Regions from separate parts of the Mus musculus genome. Here all the other regions are linked to region 1. Evidence: chromatin contacts called from public ChIA-PET and HiChIP or PLAC-seq data. All regions are on one chromosome and are shown on one strand. Each heading gives the region's core, a stretch centred on a gene start, on an enhancer-like site or on the middle of the called end of the contact. The rest is flanking DNA. Distances are from core to core; before and after follow the strand shown.

Region 1 (2,778 bases), core at 243-2,742:
CCTCCTGCATGTTAGCTACATTTTGAAGATGGGATCTCCCACAGGATTCAGTGAAGAGGGAATAGCCATGGGCTGTTTTCCCTGTGACATGCTAAAAGGCATGGCTGAATGTAATTAGACTACGTTATTTATATAGCCGTAACTTGTGTAATTAGCTTGGCTTCCAGGTTAAATTGTTTTTTTTTTTTTAAAAAAAACATTGTAACATGTTTATTTTATATATTGTACGAATGACAAAACAACAATCCTGCTGATGCATCTTTCACATATTTAGTTCCCAGTGAACAAAGGTAATTAACTTATTTAAAGTGTACTTGGGATATAAGCACTGTACATAACTAACTATCGTACTACCACTTCCACAATCCCCACTGAAGAAAAAGGGCTGAAGCTGCCTCAAGGCCTATCCAACAGCTTGCCTTCGCTCGTGGGGATGCCAGACTCCCACTTAATCTTGAGACAGAGAAAGGATCTTTAACTCGCTTCAACCACTTTGACAACCTGGTCTTGAACAACATCACCAAGACCCACACAGCAGCAGCAGCTAAAACACAGGTGAGATCTGCTTAGTGTATGGCGTCAGGACATCGTCATAGGGTTTTACAGGCTACCAGCAGTAGTGTGCCCTACCTCTCTACCGCCCTGAGTGTCTCATGAATGTGTGGCCCAAGGACAGCACCTGCTCACCGAGAGACGCTTGCTTTGCAGAATGCCAGCTGTGAGTCTAGAATAAGTGCAGAGGGAGGGATCTCCTCTTTTCTTAAGTGTGACAAGGAGCCAGTTCCACAAAAGTGACCGATTTTCCATGTGGAAAATGGCCCCCTTTCTTCTGGTCGCGCCTGTACCATAAGATGGCCCTACCTCAGTGTTTGGCTTTGACTGTTCTTTACAACTCAGTACTTGTGATAAATGGGTACACGCATATTCCTGGGAAGCTTTTCATGGACAAGGAGAAAAGATGAGAAGAAATCAGATGATTCCAAACTCAGGACTTCAGGAGTCAGGAAGGACAGGACTGGAGGACATAAAACCTGTTTAGCGACTGTGAGATCCAATCCTGAAGGAAAGCAAAAGCCAAAGAAAACAGTTAAAGGCCCCCAGGTGTTTCTGCTTCTTACCACAGTCCGTCCTCTGAGGCCTTAAACCCCACAGGCTGTGTTCTCTATTCCGTACACCTTGGGAGACATTAGGTTCCAGTACAGGACATTTAAGGAAAATTAAAAGCCTAATCCAAGGATGGCATTGCTTATCTGTCAAGTCCTTTTCAGCCTCTCCCAGTGCTCTTTGTAGTTTCCCCAGACAGCTCAACATCTTGCCAAACTCGGTCGGTTTTGAAGCCACAAGGCAGCACAAAAAGAAAGACCTTTTCCTTAAGGTTTTTACAGATAAACTCTGTTCACCTCTTAAACTACAAAGGGGCCCTCCCCTGATCTCCACCAAACTGTAAGTAACGCTCAGGGGAAACCCCTGAACACCCAGGACCTGCACAATGACTCAACGACACTTCCCTATTTACCAGACACACAAGAGCAGCACACAGCAAAGAACTGCACACTGATAAGCAGGGCGTGGCTAATGGTTCTGGCTGTTGTTCGCAGTCTCAGCCACTGAGTTCCCAGAGGAGCCACGCTGAGCTCCAGAGGACAGGCCTATCCCCTGCTATTTGCTCTGAGCGTCCACACGGCAGCAGTGGCCACTGCTGGAAGTGTCTGGATCTACTGGAAGTGGTTCTCTTTTCTGAGGACTTGACCTTTTAGCGGACAGCACAGGCTAATCACTTGGCAGAGAGAACAGCCTCACAGCCTGAGACATTCTAGAAAGAGAAAAGTCCAGAGAGCATCCCCTGGCATCCCTGTTGGTATTTCAGATAGGCAGCAAACAGGCTCTGCTTTCTTTCCAAAGTTGCGTGTGTTGTGCGAATGTATGCGTAGGTGCAAGTACCCACGTGTTCCTGTGGAGGACAGAGGTCAACATGGATGTCTTCACCCATAGCTGCTTTTCCTCTTAGGTTTGGAAACGGGCTCTTTTATTGAACCCATAGCTCCCCATATGTGTGTGTGTGTCTTTCCTGAGAAGCTATTTTAAACCTCTGGCTGGGAGTAGGGGTTGGCAAAAGCCAAATGTAGACAACGGGAGTTTCTAACTCACGATCAGACACACTGGATGGTTTGTGTGACAGGTGACCGGGAGGAGGGAATGAAATCCCCTGTAACTGCAACTCCAACAAGACCATCAATGTGAACCAAATGAGGTCCAGGCAGCAGAAGAGTCACCCCCACTTTAGGGAGGGATCTCCCCGCCTGCCCCCCCCCCCCCGCCCCCGAGGGTGTCAGGGAAGGAGTGCCAAGAGAGGGCAAGGGGATTTAAGATCATGGGTGCTCTGCTGAGGAGGCAGCTCAGAACTACACACCAGCACACGTTCCATTCTCTGTAGTCTCAGTCTGTGAATGTGGTAACTAATCTCTTACCTCTGTGCAGAAGTAAGGGCGATATTATATGTGTCACCCTTCGATTTCTGTAAGAACTTCAGCTTGCCTAGACACACCTCCTGCCGCTAACCAGAATCTTAAACGGAAAGCAGATCTGTGTCCCATCCCAGCTGGGGGATTCCCAAGGGGACTGTGTGTCCCTGTGCATCTCTTTTTATGTGCATGTTTACTGGAGAAAGAAGAAGCAGAGAGTCAGAAGAGAACTTATTTTTAAAGTGAATCTGGAAAATCCCTAAATACACTAGTTTCCAGGAGTGAAAAAAAAAAATCTCAAGCTGGTTAGAAAGTA
Region 2 (3,082 bases), core at 250-2,749, 160 kb after region 1:
GGCATTATGAAAATTAGCCATCACGGAGGTGGTATCCTGGTAACTTCTAATTTGATTTCTGAAGGTCCTGCAATGAAAGTGTATTATGCCTTCAGCAGTAGGGCCTCACCATCTAGTCGTGGTGAGCAACCGAGACCAATGGTAATAGCTGTGTTGTTTGGAGGCATCTGGGGCCTCTCTGACCAATACTTTGGAGAGAAGTACCTCACATATGGCATTAAGATTGTCACTTAATATAGTCCATGTCCTCACCTGGGGAAAGTATTGTCCACATATGCAGGGTGTCTTCATTCAAACTGTTTAAAAAAAAACTGTATAATTAACTTACAAAGCAGTTGATTCCTGTAAAGCTTTTATTAATTTGGGCTTAACCCATCCTTTACTCCCCTCCTCCCCACCCCTGACTTCCCACCAGTCTCCTTACTCACCCAAACCTGTTTAAACCTTTGATCCCGTGCCACTTTCTTATCTGACTATCCCCACCTGTAAGGCCCCGTCCCCTCCCCTCTCTCATGTGTACTTTCTCTCCTCATGATTTCGAACAGACACTCCAAATTAAACAGACCAATCGAGGACTTTGAAGCTAGGGCCCACACGTGCCTGTGTAGCATTAGTCTTTCTGGGCCTGGCTGGCCACAGCAATTCTCCTTTCGTGGCGCCTTTTCTTGTCTTCTGGCTAAACTTTAATCTATGTTTAGTTCCCAAGCCTGCTTTCATCTTTATGCTTTTCTTGCGTGCTTAGAATGACAATGGGAAATGTCTTGAATCTTGCTTGGCTTCTTTTCTTTTTTTTTTTTTTTTTTTTTTTTTTTTTCGAGACAGGGTTTCTCTGTATAGCCCTGGCTGTCCTGGAACTCACTTTGTAGACCAGGCTGGCCTCGAACTCAGAAATCCGCCTGCCTCTGCCTCCCGAGTGCTGGGATTAAAGGTGTGCGCCACCACGCCCGGCCTGCTTGGCTTCTTTTCATCCTTAACGCTCTGGACTCTGTTGACAGAACTGTCTACGGTCCATTGTCTTTTCATATTTTACTCCAGTATTTTAGCGTTACCTTTTTGAACATGTACGTGATACAATACTAGGAAATGGGGATATTTGTTTTGTTCTCTAAAATTGTTGGCATGTGCTTTCTGATTAGCTCCCCCTGTGTTACGTTTTAATAGGTGCCCCATCCCCTGATACATGGCAAAGACAGGTCATCATTCACTTAGACTTCCAATTTCAGTTCTGACATGAACTGTCCTGTTTACCATGGCTGAAATGTGCATTTCAGAAAGTTGACTAATCCAACAAAATACAGATCTCTCCTTGAGTAAGCCTGAGGACTTAGGAAAATCTGTACTCTAGGTAGATTTTTGAGGTGTTTATTTGCACAAGTAGCTTGTCATTCACACGAATTCACAAAATAATCTGAAGACAGGGAGTGGAATGGTTTCAGCTGGTGAGGAAGGATTCCATTCCTGAGTGACTCATGTCCGTTGTGTGTGTGTGTGTGTGTGTGTGTGTGTGTGTGTGTGTGCTATGTGTAAGCATGCCTGTTCACTTGTTTGAGTGCATGTGTGCCATGGGGTGCACGGGGATGCCAGAGTGCAGCCTCAGGTGTCAGTCTCCTCCCTCTGTCTTGTTCAAGACAGGGTTTTTGTTGCTCACAATGGGGAATGGCAGCTTCCAGTGTTAAGTCTCAAACCCTGGGACAAAAGGTTGATGTGCCTATTTAGCATATCAAAGGGGTCCTGACCTCCAAATTCTCCCAGCCTCCTTCATTCCTTACTTGTTACAGGGTATGGCTGATGTACTCCACCCTCTACCCCTGCCTGCCTCCCAACTCTCCAGCCCAGAGGCTTGACTGCCCTTCCCCCAGAGAGTCTTCCCTATACAATCCAGCCATTTAGATATTTTAAATAAGCACTTTGGCTGTTTGTCTGCGTTTGAAACTTAACATCCAGCATTACATTGGGTTCTAGGGATCTGAATTGATGCTCTCATATTAGCATGGCAAAAGTTGGATCAACTTAGCATTATCCCAGAACCCCATGAATGAGTCTTAATGGAGAGAGGGGCTCAGAAGGGATTGGTGAGAGCTGTCATGAAAAAAAAAAAACAACAAAAAACCAAAAAGAGTCACTTTAATACAGCAGCTTTCGTGGCCAAGGTAGCAGATGTGATTGGAGGAGAGGTGGGGAGAGTAGGGGAGTACCTCTCTTCTTTACTTGAGGGAATTCTACTTCATGTCACGGAAAAGACTTCTGGAAACACATGATTTATATGGCAGTGAAAAACATTTGCTGAAGATTTGCTAGACATGAGCAGGCAGCAGCTTTAGCCTGTATCTTAGTTAATTTTCACACTGCTACGACAAAACCCCCAACAAAAACAGATTAAGAAAGGAAAGGCTTTCTTTGGCTCACATAATGGCTATAGTCCACTATGGCAGGTACGCCATGAGCTTGGTGGCTAGGGATGGCTGGGAGCACTGTATCCCCAGAGATTATTATCTAGAACCCCATCAGACCATGAAATGGAGCTATCTACAGCTGGGGGAGGGGGAGTTATGCTTTCTCAATTGACCTAATCTAGAAAATCCCTCAAACACAGGCACAGGGGTTTGACTCCTAAATGAAGCTAGATTCTGTCAATTGACAGTCAGTATTGATTATTACAGCCTGGAAATCCAATGGGAAATTGAGATGAAAGATATTTAACCACTAAAAGGACAGAGATGTTGTATATTGCATGTTACCTGGGTACCCCATCTTCTCATTTTCCCAAATGACTCTTTTGATATTTAGTGATGACCATTTTTGTTACAAATGTCAACAAAGAGTGGGTCTCTTATTTCTTTCTTCCTAGTTTTATGGCTATTTAGGAAACCCTTTAACATGTATCTTCCTGCCATTTACATACAGAAGTCCTAACCTCTGGTACTTCAGAATTTGGAAATTGCCTCTTTAGTATATCATCGCCGTCTAAGCTAACCTAGTATTATCAGTGTTAGGAAGAAAGAAACTCTGGGCACGGGGCTGGTGAGATGGCTCAGTGGGTAAGAGCACCCGACTGCTCTTCCGAAGGTCCGGAGTTCAAATC
Region 3 (2,781 bases), core at 80-2,579, 150 kb before region 1:
GTTGAGCTATCTCACCAGCCCCATTCGATCATTTTTAATTTAAAAAATTTTTCTTTTGATATCTATTCGTCTTAGGTTAGCATACATAGTTCATAACATGCATAGTTTCATTGTGATATTTTAAAATATACATGTCAGTGTACTTTGTACTTAATTACTCCCCTCCCACAATGACATGACCCATATTCCTGGCCCCTCCCTGGATGGTTCCCCTCTTTCCCCAGGTAGTGCCCCCTCGTGTATTCACTTAAATGCTTTGTATCAAAAATAAATAGATAGATAGATAGATAGATAGATAGATAGATAGATAGATAGATAAATAATTTATTATGAATACTTTTTATCTCTCACATTTTATAAATAGGGATTATAGTGGAAAAATGTTTTCTATCTTAAAATTTGCTAGGAGAAACATGCTGCAAACATTAAAAAGCTTAATGCCAAGTACAGCTGTTCTCTATCCTGTGTGTGTGGGGTCAAATATCAGATATCCTGCATATCAGAGATTTATATTATGATACATAACAGTAGCAAAATTACACTTATGAAGTAGCAATGAAAATAATTTTCTGGTTGGGGGGGTCACCACAACATGAGTAACTGTATTAAAGGGTCACCAGCATTAGCAAAGTTGAGAACCACTGTCCTACTATATTAGAGGGTAGAAAGTGCTTCATACACTTTATTTTTGGTTTCTTTGAGACGGGATGTCATGTAACCCAGGCTGTCCCTGAATTTCTGATTCCCCCACCTGCACCCCCAAGAGCTGGGACTACAAGCATGCACCACTACATTTGACTTAATATGTGATTTTTACAAAGATAAAAAGAAGGGCCATAAAGAGAATGAGGGAGTAACAATCTTAACAATGTGATCTCCCTCCCCCTGCCTCCCCCTCTCCCTCCCGTTTCTCCCTTTCCCGGTCCCCCTTCCCCCACCACTTCCCTTCTCCCCCTCTCTTCTTTTTCCCCATATCACAAATTAATTAAATAACACATTCTAGAGGCAATACCCTTTTTCTCTGGTAGTTTCTGCAGGTTTTGGAATCAGCCAGACTTGTGTTCCAACTCTGTCAGCCTTCGTCACAGAAAACAACCAAAACAAAACAAAATATCATCGACAACAGCAAAGAACATAAAACAAACAAACAAAAAGTCCCAAGTCCTCCGTAGCTTAAAAAGCAAACGTTTGTACAAAACCACATTGAGATAGCACCTCCCAGGCATCAAGATGACTCATAAAAGAAACACATAATGGGTCAGTAAGGATGTGGTGAGCTTTGCTGGTGGGAGACGAGCTGTTGTAGAAAGCACCAACATAAGAACAGAGTTACCATATGATCTGGCAATCCCATCTCTCGATGGAATCGGAAGCGGGGACTTGAAGTGAGTTCTGCATAGCTAGGCTCACAGCAATGTTGCTGAGAGTTACTCACAGGAGGAAACAACCTACATGTGAAAGCATACACAAAACACAGTAGATACACAGCACAGTATGATTCTACATCAAATATACAACAGTATGAAGGAACTTAGAGGACATTGCACTAGACAAATCAATCACAAGAAGAGAACGGCTATGTAAGTCACGGCGTGAGAACCGTTACATTGATAGAGGCCGTCGTGATGAAGACGGTGCCCCAAAGGTGCTAGAGGTGAGGAGAAACAGGAAGTTTCTGTTCAATGCATACAGAATTTCCGTGTCACAGGATGAAATGATAAGAAAATTCGGTGGCGATGGGTGCACAAGATAAATGCATTTTGCACCAAGCTGTACGCTTAAAAATTGATAAGATGATAGATTTTTATGTGTATACATTTTTACCACATTTAAAGCCTTTTAAACATTAGAAAAATAGAAGTGGCTGGAAAACATTAAAAACAAAGGTGTAGGGACTGCAGAGATGGCTCACTGGTTGCCTTTCCAGAAGATCTGGGTTCAGTTCCCAGACCCAACCCAATCAGCCAACAACCTCCAGTTCCAGGTGATCTGGTCCCTCTTTTGCCTTCCTCGGGCACTGCACGCAGATGATGCCCAGACACGCATGCAGGCAAAACACCCATACATGTAAAATAAATAAAATAAGATCTCAAGCAACAATATTTAAAAGACACAAAAAACATCTATTCATCTCATGAGCTGACCATAGATAGGTCAGCTGTGACTGATAAGCTCAACTCCTCTGTTAGGGATTAGTTCAGTGACCCATGTCATCTTCCAGGAGCTGGAGCTGAGGGAGGAGGCTTTGTGCTTTGGTAGAGACCGTCAGTGGTAAGGCAGACCTAATTGAAGTCACTCAGGCACATATTCATTCAAAGCACACCCTACTGACCAAAGAAAGCCCCATTGGTCAAGACAAAGAAGCTATTGGAAGCCCAGAAGTATGTCTTTTGCATACACAGGAAAGGGGAGCAAAGGCTGGGGAGGATGAATAATTTAGAATCAATAATTCAATAAAAATTGAATGAGTCACCCCCTGCCTTGCAATTTTCATGATCTGTGCCGATTACCAGTAGCAAATTATTTATACTGCAATTCACACATGTCAAGAGACACATAGAGTAAACAGATCCTGTGTAGATACAGGGGAAAAAGCAGTTGGCTGTCCAGGAAATGTTATTTGTCCACCTGTGAAACAGCAGTAAGGACAAGGATATTCTTCAGAAATTCACTTCGACTCAATTCTTTTGTAGGCTTAAAGAACAGTCGGGACCTGAAATTCAAGAAATATAGCGTAAGCTACTGTTCTTGAGCTATTTTACTACGACTTGAGTCCTGCAT
Region 4 (3,031 bases), core at 259-2,758, 180 kb after region 1:
GGGGGAGTGGGTGGGTAGGGGGTTGGGGGTGGGTGGGTATGGGGGACTTTTGGGATAGCATTGGAAATGTAAACGAGGAAAATACCTAATAAAAAAAGGAAAAAAAAAAAGAAGTTTCAGCTGCGGCAGAGACCCCAAGATATTAGAGGAAGGCCTATCAGATGACCACTAAGGAGAGCAGTAGATATGGAGTGGACCACCCTGCCTAGAAGACAACCTGTGTGTGCTGTGGCATTGGTCACCTAGAGCATTGGGGCTTCTAAAGCTCCCTGGAGCACAGAAGATCATAAATACATTCCAGAAACCAGACCGTGATCTATTTATGTTATTAGATTTAAATTTTGTTTTTTAACTGATTGTAATTGCACCCTGGTTCTTCCCTTTTTAAAATAAGAAAATATGAAATTGATTTTGTGTTTTATAGCAGCCCACATTTGAGAGACTTTGGATATTTTAAGGAGACACTAAGCTATTAAAGTGTGGAATTTTTTTAAAGACTGTGGGACTTTTAAAAGTAGGACTGAGCTTTACCTTATGTTACGATATTAACATGATATCTTGAAGATAAGGGAGTTATTCGGTAGTGATGTGTCAAGATCATAAGCGGTCAGTTGTGCTGGCTAGTTTTTGTCAATTTGACACAAACGGAAGCTAACTGGGAAGTCAGAGTTGCCTCCGTCAGACTTATCTGTGGGGTATTTTTCTTGGTTGCTGGCTGATTTAGGAGGACCTAGTCTACTGTAGGCAGCACCTCATTCCTGGGTGGGTGGGCCTGGGCTTTAAAAGGAAGAAAGCTGAGCAAGCCAAGGTAAGTAAGCCATAAACAATGTTCCTCCACCATTTGTGCTACAGCTTCTGTCTGCTGCTTCCTGTCTTGAATTCCTCCCCTGCTTTCTCTTGATAATGGACTAAGAACTACAAGATGAAATAACCCTTTCCTACCAAACTTGATTTTCTTAAGTGTTTTTATCACAGTGACAGAGAACAAACTCTAGTGGAAAACAACTGCTCTTATGAAGGGATTCTTGCTGGGTTCATGGGGTAGGTTAAGTTAACAGGAGTAGGTAAGCTCTCCTGAGAACAGGTTTATACTAAAGAATTAGTGTAATTTCTCTTATTTCCTCTTACCTCATGCAGCCTTTCTGTCTAGCATGCTGTGACAAAGTAGAAGGACCTTACCAGAGACTAAGTTTTCTGTAACCATTTCCTCTGAGATTGAAACCTCCCATCTTGGAGGGAAGCTCTTTAAACTCAGGAAGTAAACAACTCCTCTCTCTCTCTCTCTCTCTCTCTCTCTCTCTCTCTCTCTCTCTCTCTTTCTCTCTCTCTCTCTCTCTCTCTCTCTCCTAGCATATATAAGCTATAATGTCTGCTGATATGTATTTAGAAACAAGCTGAACTGTCTGCTGATAGGTATTAAAAAATGATGAACTATCTGGAAGAAGCAGAGATCGTCCAAGATGGCAGGAAGAAGCTCAGATCTATTGACTTACCTAGAAAGAGCTCTCTCCAACCTTCTGATCTACTTACAGTTGTGCAATGCACACTAGGTTTCCAGCTTTGGTGAGCTGTCACCCATGCTGGGACCGGCTTGGGTGCTACAGATGTCATTTTTACTCCTATCATAGCCCCTTACCTGTAAGTAAACCCCCCCCTTATTGGTTCACAAATGTGAAATACCAATGTGTGATATATGAACTTTGAACTGTCAATGGTTGTCTATATGGGTTGAGTAGATGCTTGCTAATTCCTCTACAGGAATAGTATCACATAACAGTACTTGACTTGGGAACTTTAGCCTCTAAAACTATGAACTAGCGAAACTTATGTTTATAAATCACACAGCTTCAAAGATCTTGCCATATCAAACATAAGATAGATGGTTTTCACATGGCTAATGTCTTGCAGTCACAATGCAGTTTATCTCCAATTCTCAGGAATAAATTGTTCATCTTCTCATGCTAGATCAGAGTACCACCGAGAAGACACTATTTTAGGAAAAGTTTCAGGTTCTTTTAACTCAATAAAAGTGCAGAAAATTTGGATTTTACAGGTTATCCACAAATTAACTGTGAAACATCTAGTTACGGTTCAAGAGACTGTCAGTCGTACCAACAAGAATTCAGAACTGCTCCCTTGTGAACCATTGCACGCTCTTTGCTAGCTGGGCCAGGAGGGAGAATTTAGGAATAAGGAAGACAGCATCTTGAACTCCTAAGGGTGTCTATTCCTAGTATTTTCCTGTGTGAAGATTACTACACATTTTTATTCTGTAAAGGCTGAAGACTTTAAGAATACACAGTATTTTCTTATTTTTCTGAGTCATCTTCAGTTGCTTTAAATTTTTTAGTTGTTTTTTTTTAATTAAACAATAGTAGCAGAGTGTAATATTATTATAAAGAATAACTTTCCTCTAAATGTTACATCTGGCTGTGGTTTTCTAATCCATTAAGAGGATTTTCAGCCCCTGGCAAGGTTTATAGAGCGTTTGACTGGTTCTACTATAAATTTGATTATGTGACCAGCTTCACAGGGGAAAGCTTTGCCAGGAAGCAGTATTATGAACTTTGGTAAATGCATGTGAACTAGTATTTCCCAGCTACTGGGTAAATGCTTGACTAATGAATCAATCAATAATTCACAGAATAAGTAGATGGCAAGCTATCTCACATTTTTAATGGTAGGCCATAGTGTTACTTTGTTCTGTCTGATACTATTACTGAATACTCCTCCCCTACCCCTGCAAAGGAAATAAAACATGTTCTCTATCTTTCAGATTCATTCTTACATTTATATATAGTTATTCTATTTGACTTTATTACTATTTTAAAGTTACATATCATTTTAATTTGCACAGAACATTAGAGCACTGTATAATTTAAGAGTGAAAGTCCTAAATTAAAGTCATTGGAGCTGGGAGCTAGCTTATTGAGTAAAGTTGATACAGGTACATTTTTAAAAAAAGATTTCTTTCTTTTTTTATTTATATGAGTACAGTGCACCTGGCTTCAGACACACACTAGAAGAGTGC

What was found. ChIA-PET counts read pairs in DNA pulled down with a chosen protein or histone mark. HiChIP or PLAC-seq counts read pairs in DNA pulled down with a chosen protein or histone mark.
Region 2: a contact with region 1 is called in a FOXA1 HiChIP or PLAC-seq map of pancreatic cancer cells. The contact joins two enhancer-like sites. A contact is called at or near these places in 5 of 484 Hi-C or Micro-C datasets (embryonic stem cells and pancreatic cancer cells), 9 of 115 datasets of contacts at active chromatin or transcription factors (Th17 cells, double positive thymocytes, embryonic stem cells and 2 more) and 1 of 9 other capture datasets (embryonic stem cells).
Region 3: a BATF HiChIP or PLAC-seq map of CD8 T cells shows a contact between it and region 1, with 12 read pairs. The contact joins two enhancer-like sites. A contact is called at or near these places in 1 of 15 datasets of contacts at CTCF or cohesin (CD8 T cells), 12 of 484 Hi-C or Micro-C datasets (the Ba/F3 cell line, the HL-1 cell line, the N1E-115 cell line and 8 more), 6 of 115 datasets of contacts at active chromatin or transcription factors (CD8 T cells, bone marrow-derived dendritic cells, embryonic stem cells and 3 more) and 1 of 9 other capture datasets (embryonic stem cells).
Region 4: an RNA polymerase II ChIA-PET map of memory CD8 T cells shows a contact between it and region 1, with 48 read pairs. The contact joins two enhancer-like sites. A contact is called at or near these places in 2 of 484 Hi-C or Micro-C datasets (bone marrow-derived macrophages and embryonic stem cells) and 11 of 115 datasets of contacts at active chromatin or transcription factors (Th17 cells, embryonic basal ganglia, embryonic stem cells and 4 more).

What each region holds. Positions count from the first base shown.
Region 1 is chr8:57,574,884-57,577,661 of GRCm38.p6, forward strand. All of the region lies in intron 2 of Galnt7 (polypeptide N-acetylgalactosaminyltransferase 7), which reads right to left. Among named protein-coding and RNA genes, the nearest start is that of Gm25379, 26 kb to the left of the region's middle. Within about 2 kb of position 1,493, at least 206 of the 459 cell types and tissues checked have an H3K27ac peak or open chromatin away from gene starts, as enhancers often do. A contact at or near this core is called in the Ba/F3 cell line, CD8 T cells, the N1E-115 cell line and 4 more, where this site is marked.
Region 2 is chr8:57,731,327-57,734,408 of GRCm38.p6, forward strand. No RefSeq gene overlaps it. Among named protein-coding and RNA genes, the nearest start is that of Gm2921, 67 kb to the right of the region's middle. Within about 2 kb of position 1,500, at least 30 of the 459 cell types and tissues checked have an H3K27ac peak or open chromatin away from gene starts, as enhancers often do. A contact at or near this core is called in pancreatic cancer cells, where this site is marked.
Region 3 is chr8:57,426,487-57,429,267 of GRCm38.p6, forward strand. No RefSeq gene overlaps it. Among named protein-coding and RNA genes, the nearest start is that of Gm34099, 25 kb to the left of the region's middle. Within about 2 kb of position 1,330, at least 64 of the 459 cell types and tissues checked have an H3K27ac peak or open chromatin away from gene starts, as enhancers often do. A contact at or near this core is called in the Ba/F3 cell line, CD8 T cells, the N1E-115 cell line and 3 more, where this site is marked.
Region 4 is chr8:57,757,848-57,760,878 of GRCm38.p6, forward strand. No RefSeq gene overlaps it. Among named protein-coding and RNA genes, the nearest start is that of Gm2921, 41 kb to the right of the region's middle. Within about 2 kb of position 1,509, at least 6 of the 459 cell types and tissues checked have an H3K27ac peak or open chromatin away from gene starts, as enhancers often do. A contact at or near this core is called in memory CD8 T cells, where this site is marked.